Linked DNA regions of Mus musculus: region 2 is linked to region 1. Evidence: chromatin contacts called from public Hi-C data. All regions are on one chromosome and are shown on one strand. Each heading gives the region's core, a stretch centred on a gene start, on an enhancer-like site or on the middle of the called end of the contact. The rest is flanking DNA. Distances are from core to core; before and after follow the strand shown. Region 1 overlaps Gm45919 (a long non-coding RNA gene). Region 2 has its middle 91 kb from the start of 4930414F18Rik.

What was found. Hi-C and Micro-C count contacts between places; a contact is called where the count stands out from the background.
Region 2: a contact with region 1 is called in a Hi-C map of cortical neurons, with 2.0 times the contacts expected there. The contact joins two enhancer-like sites. A contact is called at or near these places in 2 of 484 Hi-C or Micro-C datasets (cortical neurons and forebrain) and 1 of 9 other capture datasets (embryonic stem cells).

What each region holds. Positions count from the first base shown.
Region 1 is chr16:12,637,697-12,641,834 of GRCm38.p6, reverse strand. All of the region lies in intron 3 of Gm45919 (a long non-coding RNA gene), which reads left to right. Among named protein-coding and RNA genes, the nearest start is that of Gm45919, 44 kb to the left of the region's middle. Within about 2 kb of position 2,699, at least 13 of the 459 cell types and tissues checked have an H3K27ac peak or open chromatin away from gene starts, as enhancers often do. A contact at or near this core is called in cortical neurons, where this site is marked.
Region 2 is chr16:12,923,435-12,927,487 of GRCm38.p6, reverse strand. No RefSeq gene overlaps it. Among named protein-coding and RNA genes, the nearest start is that of 4930414F18Rik, 91 kb to the right of the region's middle. Within about 2 kb of position 1,432, at least 4 of the 459 cell types and tissues checked have an H3K27ac peak or open chromatin away from gene starts, as enhancers often do. A contact at or near this core is called in cortical neurons, where this site is marked.

The sequences.
Region 1 (4,138 bases), core at 1,450-3,949:
TTGGTTTTTATTATTTGTTTTAATTATTTACATTATATTTTGATTATATTCTTTACCCCCCTCAACTCCCTACAGACCCACCCCTTCTCCATACCTGGTTACTTTCCCTCTAAAGAGACACAAAAGCAACTCAAAACAGAGAAATTAAATAAAAAAACAACCAAAAAGACAAAAATACCAAAATGAAGCAAAACAAAGAGATAAACAAAATAAAGCAAGAACCATGGAGGTCATTTGTATTTGTATTTGTCAGCTACCCCTGGGCATGGCATCTGCCCTGGATGGAAGTTGACATACCCAGTGACACTCCATTGGAGAAAACTGATTTTTCCCTTCCCAGAAGACTTCAATTACAAACAGCTTCTTGGTTAGGGGTGGGGATTTGTTTCCATAACCTAAAAATACTACTCTGTTCCAGACAAAGTATTCCTAATTATATCCTTATATATCATCCACCACATCACACATCCATTTATTCACACATCTATCCACTTGTCCATACATTCATCTATACATATGTGTTTATTCTTTCAACCTCTATGATCTGCTGTACACTTAAGTTCTGTGCTATATCACACAGGAGCTAGCCTGTTCCTAATGAAGAGGACTAACTAACGACAAGCAATGAAACACAAGTTTGGAAGAAGGTAATAACAGAGGGGGGACATGGCCAAGAATCTGGAAAATATGGTACTGTCCTGTGTCCTCACCTGCTGCTGTCGGCTGCACATGTGACATCTGTCTCTGGCTTAGGATTTTTCAATGACCCTTATTTCCTTTAGTGCTCTCATTGCTCTCAGCATAAAACCCACATTGTTTACAGGCCAATTCATCATCCATCCTCCCATCTGCCTCTTGCTTCCTCTCACTGTCTTGAGCCCTCCAAGCTAGACTTCCTCCATCCTAGAGATGAGCAGTTCTTGAACACAGGAGCCACCTTTGAACAGTTGCATGATGCCCTGTCCCAGATGTGCCCCGTAGATCACAGTGGCCCCTCTGCCTGCTTTAGATGTTGACCAAAACAATCTGGAAAATCTCCTGAGAAGCAAACACTCCTTCCTAGTTGAGAACCTCATTTTGAGTCAAGGGGATCAAGTTTGATTTGATATAGGAAGGTTTTACCCATCCCAGGAAAACATCGTCTACTGTCACTCAAAGTGCAGCCCTTCCTCAATCCAAGGGTCAGCTACATAACTCCCTCCTTGGAACTGATGTTTCAGTAAAACATGGGCTGAGACCTGGCGGCTCAGATGGAACCCACTCAGCTCCCTGCAGCTGTGCTTGCTGAGCCTTCCTGTTTCCCCAGTTCTCCTGGAGCTCTTTGGATCTGCCCCATACTCAAGTTAGAATCAACTTTTGTGATTTATGATCAACGAATCCTAGCTAGTCCATCCTCCTATGTCGTTCAATTCTTAGGGTACTAATAGTACCTACCCCTATCCCTCTTACCATTCCTCTACCACTTCTGGAATATCCTGCCCACCCAGGTCTTCATCTTTCATGACCAAAATCAAATTGTATCCCCCTACAAGGATATCACAGTGACTTTATTCTGGATCTTCTGTACACCCCTGGGCTGGGTGAACACCTCAATTACCCATGTCCTAGTCCACAGCTGCTTGCTTGCATGTCTGCTTTCCTGTGAAGGAACACTCTTTTCCAGTTGAGACATAGCTTTGTAGCTTTGTCAAGGCTGCAAGTGAATGCCATGATCAGAACAGTCCCAGGCTCTTCTTGGTGACCTTGCTTTGTATGAGTGGGCAGGTGGATGGATGGACTGACCTTGTGCAAGGACAAAAGGTCTGAGAATCATCACACTGAGAGTAATCATGGTGAATTGCCTAGAATAAACTTCTTGTGGGTTTGTGCTCATATGTTCCAAGTGCCCTGGGCCAAAATCAAAGAGCTCATTTCTCCAGATTCATAGAGGACAGACAGCACAAAGTCACTGTGACCTCTGAGATTCTGCTTTCTATAAAAATAACATAGGTTTTTTTTTTTTTTGGTCTGATTATAAAAGCAGTGCAAATATATTATGGAGAATTTATATAATATAAAATGGCAAAAATTAAGAATCCTTCATTACCCTATCCAGAAAAAAAAGCCAGCCTTTCCTACCTAGCGCCTCCAAGGTATAAATTTGTATTTATTTAATGCTATTTTATGACAGGCTTTCTTCCATTTGATATTAGAAAATACCCACTTTATGTGTTTGAAAAGAACATTGCTTTTAGAGTCTGTATGTGATTGCATTCCACAGCTGAACCAACATTGATTTAGTCAAGTCTTTTGCTTGCCAGAGCTGTGCTGTCTTCCTTTCTGGGGCAGGTGGCTGGTTGTTAGGGACACCAAGCTGGAGCCTGAGTATAGCTAACAAACAGCATCTTTCTCATCTCCACCCAACTCTAGAGTAGGTAGGCTGAGTGTGGGCAGGGAGTTAAGGCAGTGGGAATCCAGCTGCTGCCGTAGCTACTGGCTGGCTACTAGTTTGGAAGGTGTGCCTTTTCTGGTGAGAAAAGTCCCCAGACAGCAGACCTAGATCTGACAGGCTTACCCTCAAAGCTCCTGGCAGTACTTTGGGCTAGACCTCTCCCTACCCATCTCTATTTCTAGAGAACAAAGCAGCAATACTGTGATAAATGATCTTGGTTGTCAACTTGACTGGGTTTTAAATCACCATGGAAACCCACTCAGGGTGTATTTATGAGAATGTTCCCAGCAATGTTTAAGGAAGGAGGGAGGAGTCACCCAGGGCCTGGCAACACCATCTTGTGGGCTGCAGTCCTAGACTAAATAGAAAGGAAAAGGTACCCATCTTTCTCTGCTGTCTGCAGATAGGATGTGACCAACCACTCCATGACCATGCCATCCTGTTTTCTCCACCATGAAGGACAGTGGCCCCTCAAAACACAAGCAAATGGCCTCACCTTCCTCCCACTGCTGCTTCTCGGGTGCTTGGTTACAAGAAAAGTAAGTAATACAAAGACCCTTGTAAGGTTAGGTCCTCAACCAAAGGATGAGGGCACGCAAAGGCAAGACTGCCTGAATGCAGTGTTGTCTCCCCATTGTACTGAGTGAGGCAGGCCTTCCTTCTCTGCAGAATAATAAAAGATCAGTGCTCTTGGAAGCTGTCTCCCACCTTCCTGAGAGCAGTCTCCTTAGTACTGCTCTCAGTATTTCACTTGTAAACAAGGCATCATGGTCACAGACACCCTGATCTAGTGTCATTCCTGCTGCTGTGACAAAACAACCTCACAAAAAGCAAATTAGAGGAGAAAAGATTTATAGTTCAGCTTATAGTTTCAGGTTCATGTTTACAGAGAAGTCAAAGCATGTAGATTTAAAATGTCTAGTCACATCAGTCCCACAGTCAAGAGCAGCGGGCAATGGAGGCTCGCTTGATGGTTTGCTCACACTTGACTTGATTTCCTCATTCTTACACAATTTAGGAGTGCCTGCCTAGGGAAAGGTGCTGCTCACAGTAGGCTGGATCTTCCCCCATCAGTCAACTCAGTTAAGACAAATCAGTCCCTCACACACATGCACACAGGCCAACCCAACAGTGACAGCTCCTCACTGAGACTGCCTTCTCAGGTGATTCTAGACTGTCAAGTTGACAAAGAGAGGTGTCACAAAGCCCCGTTGTCATCTTGTCTCTCCTACAGCCAGCTAGCTTCCCGCTTCCCCTCACATCGCTCTGTTCCTTTTGTTTTCCCCCCAGACTCTGCGTGCAGCCTCAGCTGCTGTGTATTGACTACTGTGATGGCCTTGCCACATCCACCTGACCCCGTCCCTGATGTGTTGCATGCTTCCCCATCCTTCAGCTGCCATGGCCTTTCAATCCCACCCTTTTTTGATGTTCTCTGAGTCTAAGTGGGAGAGCCCTGGGAAATGAACTACTTATCAAAAAAAGTTTCCAGAAAAATACCTTAACATAGGAAATGGGATATTTTCAAGGCATCAAAACGTATTCCCTGCAAGCAGGTTGCAAACTGGCTTGTTACGATTCCCCTCACTGCTCTCAATGAGGCCATTGATCCTGCAACATCTAAACCAGTATCCTGGAGGGTTGCTTTAAGAGTTTGCCTCTGTTTGTTTGAGTCTCATTTAACTTGTCCCTTGGGCTTCTTCTTCTCCC
Region 2 (4,053 bases), core at 183-2,682, 290 kb before region 1:
TCTGGCAAGAGTGTTGTGGGTCACTGTATCTCTGTTGTGATGACATAGTTCTTCTAGTACAGAAATAGCCATCACATAAGCAAACAAGCTGACTGAATCCCAATAAAACTTTATTTGTAAGGTGGTCAGCAGTGCTCACACTATATAGTTGGCCAACACAGATAAAGCTTACAGTGGGTGGTTCATAAATATTTGTTAATAACGTAACTCACATGTAGATAGTTCAAATAACTGGAGTTTAAGATAAAATCAGTCGATAAAGTTATAATAATAAACATCTGCTTATTGTGTAAAGTTTGGGAAAATGTTCTAAAAGATAATATAAAGAGAAAAAGTTAGGGCTGGGGCAATAGTTCAGTCAGTAAAGGGCTTGCTTGATAAGCTTGAAGGTCTGCGTTCATCTCTAGAATCACATAAAACAGAGCCAGGCACAGTTGGTGTGAGCGTGCATTCCCAGTGTAGGATGGTGTGAGCAGGCATTCCCAGTGTAGGATGGTGTGAGCGTGCATTCCCAGTGTAGGATGGTGTGAGCGTACATTACAATGTAGGATGGTGTGAGTGTGCATTCCCAGTGTAGGATGGTGTGAGCGTGCATTCCTAGTGTAGGATGGTGTGAGCGTGCATTCCCAGTGTAGGATGGGAAGGACAGGCATTTCTACTGCTGCTGGTCAGTCAGACTACTGGGAGAGATCTAGGCTGGTGAGAAACCTTAGATCAAGAACTAAAATGACAATCGGGCTTTGTGGCCCATGCCTTTAATCCCGGCTCTTAGGAGGCAGAGGCAGGCAGATCTGTGTGAATTGAGAACAGTCTGGTCCATACAGCAAGTTCTAGGCCAACCAGGGCTACATAGTGAGACCTTGTTTAAAAAAAAAAAAAAAAAAAAAGGAAGCGTGTGCATGATAACATCACCTATGGCTTCCACACACATGCAGACATGTGCATATGTGCCCTACACACACACACACACACACACACACACACACAGAAAGAGAGAGAGAGAGAAAGAGAGAGAGTGTGTGAGAGAGATACTAAGAGGTATCTCAGTTAAAAATTTGTATTTCTATTCTTGTTTAGTCATTTCTTTGTAAGTGCCTTTTGTTTTTAAATCAAGAGAATAAGTAACTGGGATTTAAAATTATTATAATCTGTATTTGTTCTATTTGTGTGGGAGTGGAGATAATTGATGGAGCCCGCTTCTCCTAGGATTCCTGTCACAGAGCTCCTGTCCTCCGAAGTGGATGTTGCTTATGCACAAAGCAAGCTCGGCTGCGTCTGCCTCTTGATTTCCAAAATTAGATTTTTTTTTTGTCCACGATCCAGGTTTTGAAAAATCCTGAAGTGCTTTTGGATTCAAGGGAGGATTTAATTACAAAGCCTGGTAGAATCTCAGTGCTGGGGGCTGTGTTGCTTCTGTGTGGGCAACGCATTTACCCAAAGGAGAGTTCTTTCCTCCTAGCTTGGGGGGCAGGCGGAGTTCCTAGAAGGCTGTTCACAAAGGACGGGGCCTTTTGAGAATGTGCTGCTTGAAAATGATCCAGGAAGGGCTTCGATGAGTACCTGAGCTAGAAAGAATTAATATCTTGCTGTGAGCAGAGTGTGGGGGTCTGGTAATAGAAAGTTTATATCTTCTCAGTTCTATGGTAAGGAGTGGGGAGATGGTATTCTAGCTCCACTCTCCCAATATGCACCCACCAACACACCCTTCCTTCTCCCCTCAATCCCCCTCCTCTTCACTTTTTCCTCTTCTTCCTTTTGCCCTTGTACTGGCTTGTTTTGTGTGTCAACTTGACACAAGCTGGAGTTATCACAGAGAAAGGAGCTTCAGTTGGGAAAATGCCTCCATGAGATCCAACTGTAAGGCATTTTCTCAGTTAGTGATCAAGGGGGAAGATCCCATTGTGGGTGGGACCATCTCTGGGCTGGTAGTCTTGGGTTCTATAAGAGAGCAGGCTGAGCAAGCCAGGGGAAGCAAGCCAGTAAAGAACATCCCTCCATGGCCTCTGCATCAGCTCCTGCTTTCTGACTTGTTTGAGTTCCAGTCTTGACTTTCTTTGGTGATCAGCAGCAATGTGGAAAAATGTAAGCTGAATAAACCCTTTCCTCCCCGACTTGCTTCTTGGTCATGATGTTTGTGCAGGAATAGAAACCCTGACTGAGACGACACTTCATCCTCCTCATTCTCTTCCTCGTGCCAGGCTCTCCATGCAGCATCCTTATCTATTCTAACCTGACATTGTGACCAACAGCCTCTGCTCCCTTATGCTTCTCTTGTGTACCCCCATTTCATCACCCATCTCTAACGGCCTCCCCAGATAAATAGAGGTCTTCTATACAGCAGTTTGTTTTTAAAGGCAGACAACTCATGATATTCCAAGGTCCTTCTAGAAGTATCTCAACATTCAGATGGCCTTCAAGACCCTCTCTCCCCAGCCGGGAGGTGGAAAGCTGTCAGGGGACAATTATATTTGGCAGCTTTTAAAAGATGGATGTTTGGCTGGGTGAGAAGGGAGGTGGCCCAGTCATGTGCTTGAGGCACATTTGATATGCACCCATCTGTGTTCTTGCTATTTTCGAAGATGACTATGTGGCATTTCACCATCTACCCCAAACACCTCCTCTGTTCTCCCCAAAGGCCGAGGGTGGAGATTTATCAGATACACAGTGCTGTATACCCTTTGAGCTGCTGAAGGTTCAGTCTAGAAGCCTGTCTTTCAAAGTAGGAAGAGAAAGAGTACGGAGGAATGTGAGCCTGAATCTCCATCATATACCTGTTGTCGCCCGTTTGTTCTTTGCTTCATTTTGTCCAGAAACACTGTAAGGTAGAGCATTTCCCTAAACTGGGATATCCCCTTTTTGCTGGCAATGAACACTTCCTTTCCTTGTATCTGTTCCCCTTAAAGTGATCGCAACATACTGTGTAGCATAACTGTAAGCCCTGCTGAACTCTCCTCCGTATGCCAGTTTTGATGATCATTGATCAGAGTTGCGTGGTATGTGCTTACCACCGAGGAAGGAGAGATCTCTTGGAAGTTCCCATTACAGAACCCTGGGTTGAAATAGACTGTTTACCACTGAAGGTGTTTGTCAGCTAGCTCTGCCTACTGTGGAAGACATCTGGTCATTCATTCTTCCCATGAATATTTATATAGCTTCAACAGTGTGCCTGCTGGAGGTCTGAGCATGGAGGAAGCATTTGAGAATTTCAACAGTTAGGAGGGCAGGAGCAAAGTACAAACAAGTGATCAATTGAACACACAACTTCAGGCACAGGTGAACATTGCCAGGAAACTAAAACATGGGGCTGGGAGATGCTTGGCAGGTAGGAGCACATATTGTGTAAGCATGAAGATTCGAGTTTGAATTCTCAGTGCCCATGTAAAAAGCTGGCTGTGGCCACAGATAACCCCCAGGACTGTACGGGAGAGTGATGTAGTTAGGAAGAGTTCTGGAGCTCTCGATTCCCTCCTCAGCTCCAGGTTTAGTGAGAGAATAGACAGTGATAGGGCAGGGCACCTAACCTTATCCTCTATCTTCCACATGCATGCACAGTTACATGCACCATGCATACACATGCATGTACATGTGCATAGGTAAGATTCGGGGACTTCTTGCATGAGGACATAATAACAGCGTGACCAGGAAAGACCCCAGGGAAAGGTGACACTGGAGCTGAAGAACGATGAGAGATCTCCAAAGGGAAGGCTTGGCTGAGAACAGACAACATACGGTGCAAATGTGAGATGACATTAAAGGTAATGTCCCATTAACTTCAGACTCCTTTTCTCTCTATGAAATAGCATGCTGCCTATTAATTTAGAGGTGCTGAACAGTTGTTAGCCAAAAGGGCCCCTGAACTTTTATCAGAATTTGGAAATAAATTCAACTTGAGAATAATCAAGAGTGGTGACCTTTGTGACCAGCAAATTCTAATGGGCTGCTCTTGAGTTTGAAGAAAGGACTAAGCCACTGATGGATGGTTTTAGAAACCATTCCATTCTTCTAGAAGCCAACTTAGATCTGTCTGAGTGCTAATGGCACCTGCATCCTATT